Regions from separate parts of the Mus musculus genome. Here region 2 is linked to region 1. Evidence: chromatin contacts called from public HiChIP or PLAC-seq data. All regions are on one chromosome and are shown on one strand. The core of a region is the stretch at or near the end of the contact, and the rest is flanking DNA. Distances in the headings are between cores, read along the strand shown. Region 1 holds the start of Rhoc (ras homolog family member C). Region 2 holds the start of Olfml3 (olfactomedin-like 3).

Evidence for each region. HiChIP or PLAC-seq counts read pairs in DNA pulled down with a chosen protein or histone mark.
Region 2: an H3K27ac HiChIP or PLAC-seq map of thymic regulatory T cells shows a contact between it and region 1, with 8 times the contacts expected there. The contact joins the promoter of Olfml3 here to the promoter of Rhoc in region 1. A contact is called at or near these places in 3 of 39 promoter capture datasets (liver and pre-B cells), 2 of 115 datasets of contacts at active chromatin or transcription factors (microglia and thymic regulatory T cells) and 1 of 9 other capture datasets (adipose tissue).

Annotation. Positions count from the first base shown.
Region 1 is chr3:104,786,395-104,793,634 of GRCm38.p6, reverse strand. Rhoc (ras homolog family member C) reads right to left here and starts at 4,601. Exons shown (of 5, transcript NM_007484.2): 1 at 4,552-4,601; 2 at 1,583-1,746; 3 at 950-1,070; 4 at 605-735. The coding sequence starts at 1,738.
Region 2 is chr3:103,733,857-103,741,096 of GRCm38.p6, reverse strand. Olfml3 (olfactomedin-like 3) reads left to right here and starts at 3,096. Exons shown (of 3, transcript NM_133859.2): 1 at 3,096-3,275; 2 at 3,860-4,145; 3 at 4,434-5,703. The coding sequence starts at 3,162. The coding sequence ends at 5,254. Hipk1 (homeodomain interacting protein kinase 1) reads left to right here. Exons shown (of 16, transcript NM_010432.2): 16 at 1-1,282.

The DNA.
Region 1 (7,240 bases), core at 3,352-5,851:
TAGTCTGGTGGCGCTCAGCCTTCTAGTGCTGCAACCCTCTAATACAGTTCCTCATGTTGTGGGGACACCCCCCCACTATAAAATTATTTTTGTTGCTACCTCATAACTGTAGTTTTGCTACTGTTATGAATCGTGATGTAAATACCTAATATGCAGGATATCTAACATGCAGCCCCAAAGGGGTCATGACCCACAGGCTGAGACTGTTCTCGTCTATACTACATAGCTACCAGAGTACTTTTACTAACAGAGACTGAACCCCCACCTAAAGCCTTAATTAGCCTCCCAAGATAGCCTACCTTCCCCTAAGTAAAACAGTCCACTGGCTAGAGTTATTTAGCAAGTCCTCGAGTACTCACCCCTCTGAGCCTTCTCCCAGCAGTGTATAATGCCCTCCCTCCCCAGGGAACTCTTAACACACAGCCCCCACACCCTCGGGCAAGTCGCTTCTCTGATACTTCAGTTACTTGGGGGCCCTTCTAGTTCTTCCCAGCATTCGGACAGGACAGCAGATGAACGTCACAGTCCCGCTACCACTGGCTATCAGCTGTTTGCATCTCGGCTGGGAAACTTGCCTCACCACCAGCAGCGCAGCCCCACCCACCTGTTTCATCTTGGCCAGCTCTCTCCTGGTATGCTCATCTTGCCTCAGGTCCTTTTTATTCCCCACTAGGATGATGGGCACGTTGGGACAAAAGTGCTTCACCTCTGGGGTCCACTTCTCAGGAATGTTTTCTGCAGAGATATCACCAAAACGTGGATGTACCCACTTCTACTTAGCAACAGAAGCCAGGTCTTCTATAGCAGCCCTGGAGTCTACTGAACAGGCAGTACCTTGCACAGCTCAAAGCCCTTTGCAGTGAACACTCCTCACCCCAAGGGCTACTGTCTCTATAGCAAAGGAGACTTGCAGGACCTACATGCTCCCAAGATTCTTCCAAAGCCTTACCCAAACTGTCAGGGCTGTCAATGGAGAAACACATGAGGATGACGTCAGTGTCCGGGTAGGAGAGAGGCCGCAGGCGATCGTAGTCTTCTTGCCCAGCTGTGTCCCACAGAGCCAGCTCCACCTGACACACAAGGCTATTGAGCAGTTGGCCTGAGGGCCCCAACCCTACCACCCTGAGGCCCTCTGAAATCACTCATCCTATAAGCTAGCTGAACAACATCTTAACTGCTCGCTATGTGCTGGGTTGTATTGATCAGTCACAAAACCAATGATCCACTTCTCTTAAGATCTAAGATGGGTTTGATCTTGGTGTAGTATGAGCTGCCACTGTCAGCAGCATTTAGTTCTTAGGACAACCCTTTGGGAGAAGTCTCACTCTCATTCACATTTTGCAGTAGGGAGAAGTTAAGCCCACAGGCAAAAGGGACTTGGCTCAGATTCCAGAGCCAGTATGTGGTCCAACCAGATAGTGCATCCAGGTTTTCTACAGTTCCAGTTTCACTTCCTAACTTCTGCTGGTTCCAGCAGGGAAATAAAGAAGGAGGTGGGTGGTAAGGAAGGACATCCATGGGCCCCGTGTGACTGGGGGAACAGGCTTCCCAGCCAGGAAAACAAGAAATACATGGCTTTCACCTGCTTGCCATCCACTTCGATGTCGGCTATATAGTTCTCAAAGACGGTAGGCACGTAGACCTCTGGAAACTGATCTTTGCTGAAGACAATGAGGAGGCAGGTCTTCCCACAGGCACCGTCACCCACAATCACCAGCTTCTTTCGGATCGCAGCCATGGCTGAAACTGGCAGGCAGGTGGCAGTGGGGATTTGAGGAGGGGAAAGCCAGTAAATTCAATAACACTTATCTAGCCACCCACCCCCTCAAGCCTGCCTAGAAACCACAGCATCCAGCAAAGGAAGAGAAGAGGGTTCGCCAAGGCCTGTTCTTGCCAAGAACCAATCCTGCAGGCAGAAGACCTTACAACTTCATCTCTCCAGCTGCCTGTTAGGTGGATGGTGGCCTTCCCATTTGAAAACAAAACAAAAAACTCTTTATTGGCCGAGGCACATACACATGTGGTGGTAAAAGACAAGTCAGTCTACCTTTGCATGGGGTCCTGGAATCAAACTCAGGTGACTATGCTTGCTTTGCAAGCACCACGCCCACTGAGCATCTCCCGGGTCCCTCTCGCTGACTCCGGGCCTTCCTGACATAAGCAGGAAACTGAGGCTCAGTGTGGTTTAGACAAAAGTACAGGGACAGCTCTCAAAACAGGACTTTGTGATGCAGTCTGTCTTGCCTACATGGCACTTCACAGGTGAGAGCAGAAGTGGGAGAAGCTAAGCCAGAGGCCAGTGGAAGCAGGCTGGCTTCCCTGACCCACCCCCTTCCCTTCCCCAAAGTCTCAAGTCACACAAAGAAGGCTCAGTCCTGGCAGCTCACGGTCAGGCAGCCTGTTCCGCTGCCTCCCCACCACCACCACCACCCATCCCCTTTTCTGGGCCTGGCAGCAACACTGGGTCACTCAGCCCCTGACAGGGGACAATGACCACACTGTGGGGAGCCACACATCTATCACAGCATTGCTGTGACGGAGCTAAACCCACTCGGGAATCACCTCCACCCACTCTCTGGAACAGCCCCTTCCTCCTTGTGACCAGCTGACCCTTAGGCCCAGCAGACACCTCCCTGTGACTCAAGATAAGGAAGGAGTCAGCTTCTCAGAGTTTATATGTGTCCTACACCCCAGCACACGTGAACGAGCAGTTCAGACCACAGGGAGCTGACCGGGTCAGTGAGGTCTCCAGACCTACACAGCCTGGCAAGGATCATGCCAGACAGAGTAGAGATGAAGCGAAGGCTGTGGGGGAGGGAACCAGAGCCTGGGCTGGGAGGAGCCTCCAAAGAAAGGACTAGTGAGGATCAGTCTAAGCTTTTGACCAGGCAGGGAGCAGTTAAGAAGGGCACAGTAACCTGAGCTCAGCCCCAAACTTGGCTTTGCCTTTCAGTCCCACATCCTGTCTGGCTCTGCTCAACTCTTAGCTCCCTACAAACCACCTCAAACCCTGGCCTGTGCCTGCCTTTTAGGAAGCAGAGTACTCCAGCCCCAGGCTGATTCTTTTCAGCATCAGGCGCCTGGGTGGTTCCTCCCTCCCCTACACCTACACACACACACACACACACACACACACACAAAACTGGGATGTGAGGAAAGAGGACATGAGTCACAGAGAATTTATAGGAGTTGCGTATGCACAGCCACACTTACCACCCCCCATCTCAAGGGGCTTTCCCTGGTACCCCCGAAAGACTGGGAAGAAGGCATTCGCTATGCTGCATATCTCCTTCAAAAATGAGGTCTGAGAGGTATATCCAGGTAACCCACAGGATTTCCTCCAACTTCCCCACCTACTCCCATTAATTCAACCAGTCTAGCTGTACACAGGCTGGCGGGGACAGCCCCAAGCCAGGGTGGGCAGTGTGGATGGAGCGTGATCCCTAGGACACTTAAACACTAGTCACATCCCCATGCGTGAGCCCCGGCTGTCCCACAGCAGCAAGGCGGCTGAGCATCTGATGGTGGGAGGCAGAGGCCGGAACTTCGTGGCTGTGTTAGAGCCTCCAGCTCCGAAGACTTTGCATCTAGGCTCTGCTTAGGCCAGAATAATTGGGGACTCAGGCCAAGCCGGGACATTAGGCCGAAGGCCAACATGGCATGGATGGCCTGGCTAACACTCCCTGTGAAAGGCGGCTCCAGCGGAACTGCCCCACTAACCCTAAGAGAGACAACGAAAACTTCACCCAGGGCCGGGAGAGGGGTCTGGAACTTCTGGGACCTTCCCTAGGACAAGCCACTAGCCTTCCTTATTCTCTTGATTTCCCAGGTGATCCAACAGGCCTTTGTACTCTGCTCCCCCCGAGATCTAGGCGAGGAATCACTCTTCGGGCAACACCTTTTCCTTAACTTTAAAGCCAGAAGTCAAGGAAGAGCTGGACTCCAGCTTTCAGCCCAATTCCCTAACACTCCCTAACTTCCCAAGAGGGTACGAGGAAGAGTTGGGGATTGGGGTGTTTTGTTCTTCCCCACCCCCCTTCACTCTCAGACACATATACACAACACAGGAGCGGGATCTTTCCTAGTCTTCTCAACCTCTCAGCTCAGATCAGCTCCAAAACCCGTCTAGGGCGGCGTCCAGACCCGCCAAGCAGTAGCAGCCTCCAGTGGTCACATCCCATCCCTATTCCCGCCATTCCCCATCCCAGGCCAGAACTCCCACCCCTAGCCAGCCTGAGGCCCTGTTTCTTACTCCCTGCCCGGAACTGGAGCGTCTGGGTTGAGTCGCTCACGGAGATCTAAGTGTGTCCCTGGCCCAGCTAGGGAGGTCCAGAAAGGAAAGACTCAGAAAGGGAAGGACTCTGGGCTCTGGTTCGAGAGCTTGGAAGGCTAGAGCGCCTGGCCCACAGCTTGGGGCGCTCTCTCTTGCCTGGCCCGGAACACCCCCCGCCCCCCAAGCCGCTCCCGGAGCGATCCGGGAATCGGGAAAGTGCTCTCCTCCGAGGTCAGTTCCCACGACGCCTCGCCACCCACCAGCTGGGGCCCCGGTACCTTGGGCTCCACCGCCTCCAGCTGCGCGGCCAGTGCCGGAGGCTGAGACTGACCCGGGCCCCGCCCCACTCTCCAGCACCGCTCTGGGGCGGGTCCATCAAGGGAAGGGGGGGGGGGTCGACGGGGGCGGCCCTTAGCTTGGCCCGCCTCCGCTCCCGGCCCCGGGCGGCCGCAGGTCACCCCGGCTGAGGACCCGGCAAGGGGCGTAGGGCTGGCTGGAGCTGGAGGAACTGTGCCCGGAGATGTCTGGATTGCTGGGTGGTGAGCGGGCGGGTGGGACCCCGGATAACTCGGCCTCTGCCCCACTTCCAACCCGTGGGGGGCGGACCAGCTTCGGGAAAGTTGAGCGGCTTCCAGGGTGGGGTCAGCGAGGGCCACTGCTGCCCTCGCGTGGCCATCCAGACCTCGAAGCTCCAGTATTTCCTACACCCTACCCGTGACCGAGGGGATGGGTTATACAGAAGCTGCCCACTCTCTTATCCAGGAATCACTGCAGTAAGTGCAACGTGACGCTATCCAGAGCCCTGGAGACCTTTTGTGATCTGCAGTCCCCAGCCACCATCGCCTTAAAAGTCCCTTCCTTCCTTCGCTGGGAATTTCCCGACGTCCTGTTAAGAGCACACTCCTGGAAGTGCTGCCGTGTCCTCAGCTGGAAACTGACCTCACACTCCTATTGTATTGTTGTGCTGTTGATCCCAATCTGAGGTGTTACTTACCTGATCCTGTATCTCCTTCCTTATAAAGAGCCAAAGAAATGGGTGTATAAGGAAATCTACCAATGCTTTATTTACTAGTGCTGGATACTTTAAACACACAGGTCTCTAACTCTGGAATAAGTTCACCCATACCCGTTCCCTTTTGCCTGTAAAGAAAATGAAGCCCAGAGAAGTGGTTTCTCACTATTTGTGACAGCAGGAATTTCCAGTGAGGTGAGCCACGATGACACACAAGAAGCAAAGGCAGATGGATCTCTATGAGTTAATTCCAGGCCATCCTGGGCTACAAAAACTAAATCAGTCAAATTTACAAGCAGGCCTGTGAGGCACCCAGGCAGGTGCTGGCTGCCTGCTGCCTGCCATGCTCCCCCTCCTACCTGCCCTCTGTACCATTCAACCAAACTCTGCTCGTCATAGGTTTCAACAAGTATTTCCCAGAATAAATGTATGTCATATGGAGTCTACTGCAGGTGCAGCTGGCCGGGTGGTTCATGCCTGTCATCTCAGCACTCCCGAGGGGGCAGAGTTACCACAAATTCCAGGCCAACATAGGCTGTGGAGTGAAGCTGTCTCAAATCCAGGCAGACAACATACGTAGACACTCACTCAGGATTGGAAGCATGGACCATACATTTGATAAATCATATAACTGAGGTGAAGGGTGTTTTGTCCACCAGGCCTCTGAATTCATTCAGTAAACATTGGTTGAATGTGAACTGAAAACTATGTACTAACCATGAAACTCTGCCTTCAGATAACGTATAGTCTAGCCCAGCAGTGGTGGTGCATGCCTTTAATCCCAGCTCTTGAGAGACCAAAGCAGGAGGATCTCTATGAGTTTGAGGCCACCCTAGTGTCCCAAAACTACTTAGCTAATTCTAGGACAGCCAAGGCTACACAAAGAAACCCTATCTTGAACAAAACATAGATAAAAATAAGCAAACAAACTTACAGTCTAAATGAAGAACAGACAGTCGAACATAGCTAACAGTTCTTGAAGCTTTATTATGTGAACCTTGTCCTTCCCCACCCATACCATGTTTAGTTCTTACGAGGCATTATTGTTATCTACAGTTTAATGAGGCGTGGAGGCTCAAAGAAGTTAGTGTTTGGGGGTCAAAACACTCAGACTTACAAGTCCCTGCTCTTGGGGCTGGAGAGATTGCTCATGGTTAAAAGCACTGGCTGCTCTTCTAGAGGACCTTGGTTCAATTCCCAGCACCCACATGGCAGCACACAACTGTCTATAACTCCAGTTCCAGGGAGTTTCAGTTCCAACACCCTCATACAGACACATGCGCAGGCCAAACACCAATGCACATGAAACTAAAAATAAATTAAAAAAAAAAAATAAAGAGTCCCCTGCTCTTAATGGCTACTTCCCATTGGCTCCTCCTACAGACAGTTATAATCCTGGAGGTAATTGCCTTGGCAGCATCTAGGGGCTGTAGGGTACTCAGTCCTGGAGAGCAGATGAAATAGTCAAGAAAAGGTAGTGTGGGATATAAACTAAGTTGGAGCTATGACAAGCCAGAGTTTGGAGGCAGGAGGGTGGTAAAGATAGTGAAACAGTAGCTGGAATCACATTATGAAGGTTCTGAGATGCCATGCTCAGGACTTTAACCTTAGTTCTCTTCTGGGCATAACAATGAGTCACTGAAGTTAGGAAGTTGGTGTAATAAAGTGCTAATGTGGTGATGAGGAAGGCAGAAAAGAAATAAAGGTAAGTATGAAAGAGCTTTAACTGATCAACAAACAGTATAGTCACACATCCATTCCTTAATAGAGATGTTATAAGGATTGTTGCTAGGGAATTTCATCATTGTGTAAATAGCAGTAAGTGTCCTCACACAAACCTAGATGATCCAACCTAGGACACAGCTCGGCTACATTGTATATACCATCATATAGACAGCTGATTTCCGGAAACATTACATGGACTGCATGACTGAAGTAGCCAAGAATTGTGAAGC
Region 2 (7,240 bases), core at 1,847-4,346, 1.1 Mb after region 1:
CCAACCCTGTCCCCACCTCCTCACCTCCCTAATCCAATAAGCAGTTATTGAAGATGGGAGTCTTAAATTTATGGGAAAAGAGGATGCCTAGGAGTTTGCATCGTTACCTGAGACATCTGGCTAGCAGTGTGACTTTACAGACTTTGAGGTTGTCACTCTGCAAACTGACATTTCAGATTTTCCTAGATAACCCATCTGTGTCTGCTGAATGTGTATGCGCCAGACATAGTTTTACATTCATTCTGGCCTGGGGCTTAACATTGACTGCTTGCCCTGATGGCATGGAGGAGAGCCCTACGAACATAGCGCTGACCTAGGTCAGCATTGCCTGACCTTGGAACAGCTTAAGGCTTTAAACCTTCTCTTAGAACGTGCATTTCCAGTTTCTCCCTTCCCAGGTGAGAGAGGAACTGGAAGGGTTGCATAGGCACACACCAGGACACTTAGTCACTCCAGAGTCCCCAGTTGCAACTAGGAGGTGGTTACCCTGTTAACCCCAGGAAGAAGAACCCCATTTCAAACAGTTCCGGCCATTGAGAGCCTGCTTTTGTGGTTGCTCATCCGTCATCATCCGCTAGAGGGGCTTAGCCAGGCCAGCACAGTACTGGCTGTCCTATTCTGCATTAGTATGCAGGAATTTACTAGTTGAGATGGTTTGTTTTAGGATAGGAGATGAAATTGCCTCTCGGTGACAGGAATGGCCAAGCCTGCTTTGTGTTTTTTTTTAACTGATGGATGGTGCAGCATGTCTCCACGTTTCCATGGTTGTTTGTTGCTAAACTTTATATAATGTGTGGTTTCAATTCAATTCAGCTTGAAAAATAATCTCACTATATGTAGCAGTACATTATATGTACATTATATGTAATGTTAGTATTTCTGCTTTGAATCCTTGATATTGCAATGGAATTCCTACTTTATTAAATGTATTTGATATGCTAGTTCCTGTGTGTGGTTAAACTTTTTTTCTTTCTCCCTTTTCTGGTTGTGTGCTTCCTTTACAACAAGCTTCTAGAAACAGGTAGTTCTGAGAATTACTGATCTATGTTTGTAATGCAGGTGTACTTAGGGAGTATGTAAAATCATTTTAACAAAAGAAATAGCTATTTAAAATTTAATACTAACTATGGGAAAAGGGTCCATTGTGTAAAACATAGTTTATCTTTGGATTCGTTGTTGTCTTTGGTTTTACAAAGTAGCTTGTATTTTCAGTATTTTCTACATAATATGGTAAAAAAGTAGAGCAGTTGCAATGCATCAATAAAATGGGTAAATTTTCTGACTGTGGCTGGTTTCAATTCTGTGTTAGGACATGGAGGGGACTGACATGTGGCCTCTTTGAAGTGCCTAAGCATTCTGTTTGAACATGAGTAGAAAGAACACTGCTACATTAGAACATCTTTGTACACATTTCCATACTGGAAATGAATATAATTTTGTAGGAAGTATTTCCCTGACTCTGACCCCTTGAAAAGGCAGATGGCTTTTGAGATAAACTAATTAACATCATTTCCTAGCACATGACACCAAACATTCAAATCAGCACAGTGAAAATGAAACTTAGGGAAAGATATTTTTGTCTGTCTCCTTAGGCCCTGTTAGAGCTGTCACCTCTTTAGGGACAGCTCTGCGGTAATGCACCTGCTGCTCTTATGGAGGGTCTGGGTTCCATTCCCAGCACCCAGTCAGACCCCTCACAAGTGATTTCTAACTCCAGCTGCAGGGTGCATACCCACACAGACACATAATGAACTCTTAAAAACAAGAAGAACCTCTGATCCAATTTCTCTTGATTCCAAAGTGAACAAAATTTTCTCCTGAAAAGAAACTGGAATTTGTCTAGATTAATCACTGCAGGCCCCTTTGTAAATGCTGCATATTTGACTTCTTCTGATGTATGTTCCTGCCTAGCTCCCCTGTAGCTTTAGCTGGATAGAAAGGAGGAACATGGGCTGGAGAGAAGGCTTAGTAGTTGAGTGTACTGTTCTTTCAGAGGAGAGGGGCTCAGTGCTCAGGAACAATAGGCAGCGCACAATCTCCTAAAATTCAGCTCTGGAAGATCTGACGTCCTCGTCTGGTCCCCACGGATACCTGTATCCCATGCAGATACCTGTATACAGACACATAAAAGCATATGTAACTGAAAAACCAAATTTTTTTTTACTTAATTTTAAAGAAATGAGAGATACTTACAAATGCCCTACTGAACCATAACCAAGAAAGGCGATCAATAGTCTGTTCTCTCCCAGTGATAGGAAGGTCAGAATATATTTGTTTTCCTTTAGACTATGTTGTACATATTTTTTTTTTCAGGTTTCTCCCCTAAATCCATGAATGTAAACTAGCATGTCCTTGCTGCACCCTCCTATTTGGGAAATACCTGGAAAGTCATGTCAAGGATATTTAAGTCAGCTAGCTTAAAACAAAAACAAAAAACCCCACCTCCCATTTCTCAACAACCTCCAGTTTTGTTTCTATTCCTTTCCTTGGGCTAAATCAGAGATTTGGTACTCCATAGGGAGCCCTGTGATTTGGCTTGCTTAGGTTGAGATTCTCCACACGGTGAAGTCCTCGCCTGATTTCTTTGCCATGGGAGATGGCCCCAGAATGCTCAGCACAAGGTGGCGCCAATGAGCTATAGAAAGTTGACTTCCCTTTGCCCCAACCCCCATCCCCTCAAACCTCATCTCCTGTGTTTCTGGCTTCACTGAACAAGGCAGAAAATCCATTCTGTTATTTCTGGAGAAGGGATAGGTTAATGAAGGGTGCTGGGTTCTTACCGAGTCAGCACTGGAAGCCCTCTCCTAAAACGAATGGAGTTTGCTGAGTTTTCCGGGGGTCTCGGCTTCCTGCAACTTGCTCATTTTTCAGAAGGCCTCTGCCTCCAGATTGCCATCTCTCCCCTTTCCGGAGGAGCTCACAAGTCTAAGTTGCTGGTAGTTAAGGCTTCTGGCGACTGTGCAAAGGGGCCATCTGTGTTTGATCAGGCCAGGCGGGAAGGAGGGGGTGGGGGTTGTAAAGAGACTGAAAGCATTCCAGAGTAGTGAGAGACACCAGAGATGGGAAGGAGGAGGCCCCGCCCCCGCCCCGCCCCCAGAGCTAACGGGCTGGAGGGAAAGAGGCCGAATGCACACACTCCTCTGGCCCCACTTAAGGCTGCCATGGGGCCCAGTGCTCCTCTGCTGCTCCTCTTCTTTTTGTCATGGACGGGACCCCTTCAGGGACAGCAGCACCACCTTGTGGAGTACATGGAACGCCGACTAGCTGCCTTAGAGGTGAGGGACTTGTTTCTCTTCTCACCCAGGATGAGTCCACATCTATAGGTGCAACTAGCTGTCAGGGCTCTGGGAGTGACAAGATCGGGTTGTGTAAGAAGTCCTTAATGACGAGTAGCCTCTTAACTACAGACTTTTATTTCCCCAACATAAGACAATTGCCCAGCAAATAAACGCAACACGGCTCCCTCAGATTAGATGGAATAAGGGGGCAGGGGAAATGAGAGTCAGAATCGGGCTGCATCTATGCTGCTATACTGTTCAAGTTTCCCAGGCAATCTGCCTGCAACTTCCTGTCCGTTTCTTCCCCGCACCCCACATCTACTCCCTTTTGGACAATTTGAAGTCTGTAGCATCCTAATTTCCTGGAGGCTCAGATCACTGAGAACGCAAGGTGAAGGACTCTTATTCAGGCAAATTAAGCCAGGTTCCTCGGATGGGATGGTACCACTGACTAGTCTCCTCTGCTGTGGGAGCATGGCTGAGCTGGTCCCTTTCCTGGCCCTGACTCCCTGGCTGGGCCTCTGCTTGTCTGGGAGCTATAAACCTGCAACCCACCCTTCCTGACTCCCCGATCCCTTCAGGAACGGCTGGCCCAATGCCAGGATCAGAGTAGTCGGCATGCTGCCGAGCTTCGGGACTTCAAAAACAAGATGTTGCCTCTCCTGGAGGTGGCAGAGAAGGAGCGGGAGACCCTCAGAACTGAAGCAGACTCCATCTCAGGAAGAGTGGACCGTCTTGAAAGGGAGGTAGACTATCTGGAGACACAGAACCCAGCTTTGCCCTGTGTAGAGCTGGATGAGAAGGTGACTGGAGGTCCTGGAGCCAAAGGCAAGGGCCGAAGAAATGAGAAATACGATATGGTGACGGGTAAGTGATCTCACAGAGGTCCAGACAGTTTCAGAACTCCCCTTTCCTGCTTTTCTTCTTGTCCCAAGCCACCATAGCTCTATCTTTCAGAATGACACATTCATTGAGAGTTTCTAGAGGCCTGTCCTTTATCGGTACTCCATCTCTCAACCCTCCGTGAGTGGACACATGCACGGAAAAGTGTGTCTCTGTTCCCCAGGTGGCCCACTCTGGGGGAAGTTCCTGTTATACACATCTAACTCTTGGCCTCTGTTTCCTTCTCCTGTGCTTTCTCCTCTTCCCCACCAGACTGTAGCTACACAGTCGCTCAGGTGAGGTCAATGAAGATCCTGAAGCGGTTTGGTGGTTCAGTTGGCCTATGGACCAAGGATCCGCTGGGGCCAGCAGAGAAGATCTACGTGTTAGACGGCACCCAGAACGACACGGCTTTTGTCTTCCCAAGGCTGCGTGACTTCACCCTTGCCATGGCTGCCCGGAAAGCTTCCCGAATTCGGGTGCCCTTCCCCTGGGTAGGCACGGGGCAGCTGGTGTACGGTGGCTTCCTTTATTATGCTCGAAGGCCTCCTGGAGGACCTGGAGGGGGTGGTGAATTGGAGAACACTCTGCAGCTGATCAAATTTCACTTGGCAAACCGAACAGTGGTGGATAGCTCAGTGTTCCCTGCAGAGAGCCTGATACCCCCCTACGGCCTGACAGCAGATACATATATCGACCTGGCAGCTGATGAGGAGGGCCTGTGGGCTGTCTATGCCACTCGAGATGATGACAGGCATTTGTGTCTAGCCAAGTTAGACCCACAGACACTTGACACAGAGCAGCAGTGGGACACACCATGTCCCAGAGAGAACGCAGAGGCTGCGTTTGTCATCTGTGGGACCCTGTACGTTGTCTATAACACCCGCCCTGCCAGTAGGGCTCGTATTCAGTGTTCCTTCGATGCCAGTGGTACTCTCGCCCCTGAAAGGGCAGCACTCTCCTATTTTCCACGCCGATATGGTGCCCATGCCAGCCTTCGCTATAACCCCCGTGAGCGCCAGCTGTATGCCTGGGATGATGGCTACCAGATTGTCTACAAATTGGAGATGAAGAAGAAGGAGGAGGAAGTTTAAGCAGCTAGCCTTGTGCTCTTGATTCTTATGCCCAGACATTTATATTCCTGTGAGCTCTCCTGCAGTTCATCCTTCAAAACGAAGGCCAGTGGTGGTAGCTCATATACCCTAATTTCTAAAGGACAACCAAATTCTCAAGCCCCTCTGTTTTATGCAGAACTCCAGATCCTGGGTAGCATTTTAGAACTGAACAGCAAACAAACACCCTAAATCTTCACTCCTGCCTTATGTCCACAAAGTTTAGTTCCAAACTCAGAGCCCTGTCCTTTGGAGAGGGTCAACCCCAGACAGCAGGCGACAGCATTCTTGCCCTCAGTATGACCGAAGGGAGAGAACTCAGAGACAAAGCTGCCCTCCCTCCCTTCCCCCTCCAGTGTAGGGGAGAATGGGGCTTTCCCCACATCACTTTGTATGGTAACAGTTTGCATTAAAAGGAAAACCCACCATTCCTCTCTGGTGTGTTTGGGGTAGCCCTCTGATCAGAGTTCTCGTGGCTCTGCCTTCTTCCTCCTGCCCCAGTCTCTGCTCCTTAGCCACGGCTGGGCTGGGCTGGCCTCCTTTAGCTCCCTCGGGAACTTCTCTAGTTACACATTTTACTGTGGGGCACTGTTGGACAAAGGCCTCCCCCTCCACACTCATGTGCTCCACAGCAGCCGCAGAGAACCAGCAATGGCACTCAGCCTCTGACTGCTGGACACTGGAGCCCAGCCAGAGCCAGGGCTTCCCATTCCACCTCTTGGTGGATTTTGAACCAGAAAGTGACTCTTACTAGCTGTGGAATCTAGTGTAGAAACCAGCGTGCGGTATCTATGTGTGTCTAGCCTCACCTCTGAAGTGGATTCTGTCTCTGAGCCCAAGTCCCCACTCCCACCTCCAGCACTGGGGCTTCCTGGGTCTGGGTTGCACAATCCTTGGTCTGAGCCGCTCCGATTTTCCTGCTGCCACAGCGTCTGCGGTTTGGGCAGGGAGGAGGGGCAGTGACCATCCCAGATGTTGGTCTGTCTCACCAGCTCCCCAACAAACACATCCCTACTTTCCTTCTCTCCACCCTCAGCTGTGCACCCTCCCACCCCAGCCCTGGAAACTGGAGTCCTGGAAACTTAACCCCTGTTGGTCTAATGTGCACCCGACTTCAGGGGGGCAATCCAGGAAGGATTGGAAGAGCAAGAGGCTTTGGATTCCATCTCTGGGAACCTGCTGGTCTCTGCACGATGTCCCTTCCCAGGTCTCATCTCCAGGGTCAACTTCCAGACAAATAAGGCTAGCTGATGGATAAAAGTCAGTGGGGGAGTTTAACCTCAGGCAGCCCTTCTGGATTATCACCCAGGGAGGAAGGGGGACAGGAACACAGCCTTCTCTCCCAAGTAGAACCCTCCCTCCTTCCACCCAGGATGGGGTGGATCAGTCAACACTCCTCCTTTTGTCTGTCTTTCTTCTCTCCACAGGCAGAGCTGCTCCTGACGTAGGTTGGTAAGGAAGAGGAAAGAAAGGCAGCAAAGCACCTCACAAAAGCGCTATTGTAGGGAGCCTGAGGCGGGTGGGGGCCCTCTCCCATTCAATTCTCTCCTAATGTGGGGCTGGCAACAGTAATCACCGCCTGTCAGCCCATAGAGGGGTCTGCCCACGGAACATCTGGCTGCAACGCAGGGCATATCGGAGGGCTGTGGAGGAGGGGATTCTCTGTGGAGGCCTTGAGGAGAACAGGTCCAGGGGATGACAAGGTGTAGAGTGGCGCTGTGGCGCTGTGTGCATGTGTAATGTGCGTGTGCACATCTCTCTGCATGGCTGTGCGGCTGAGCACCTGTGTGAGACTGGGCTACCCAGGGAGACTGCACGTATACAAATGAGTGGCTTTGTTAGGCTGTGTACATGCGACCGAAAGGGATTTTAGGTTTGAGAAAGACCGAGGAGGGCACTGAACTCCGAGTGTGTTGTGTGACTGCAACTGCACGTGTATGAGCACATGGCAGTAGCTTGCCCCCTTCC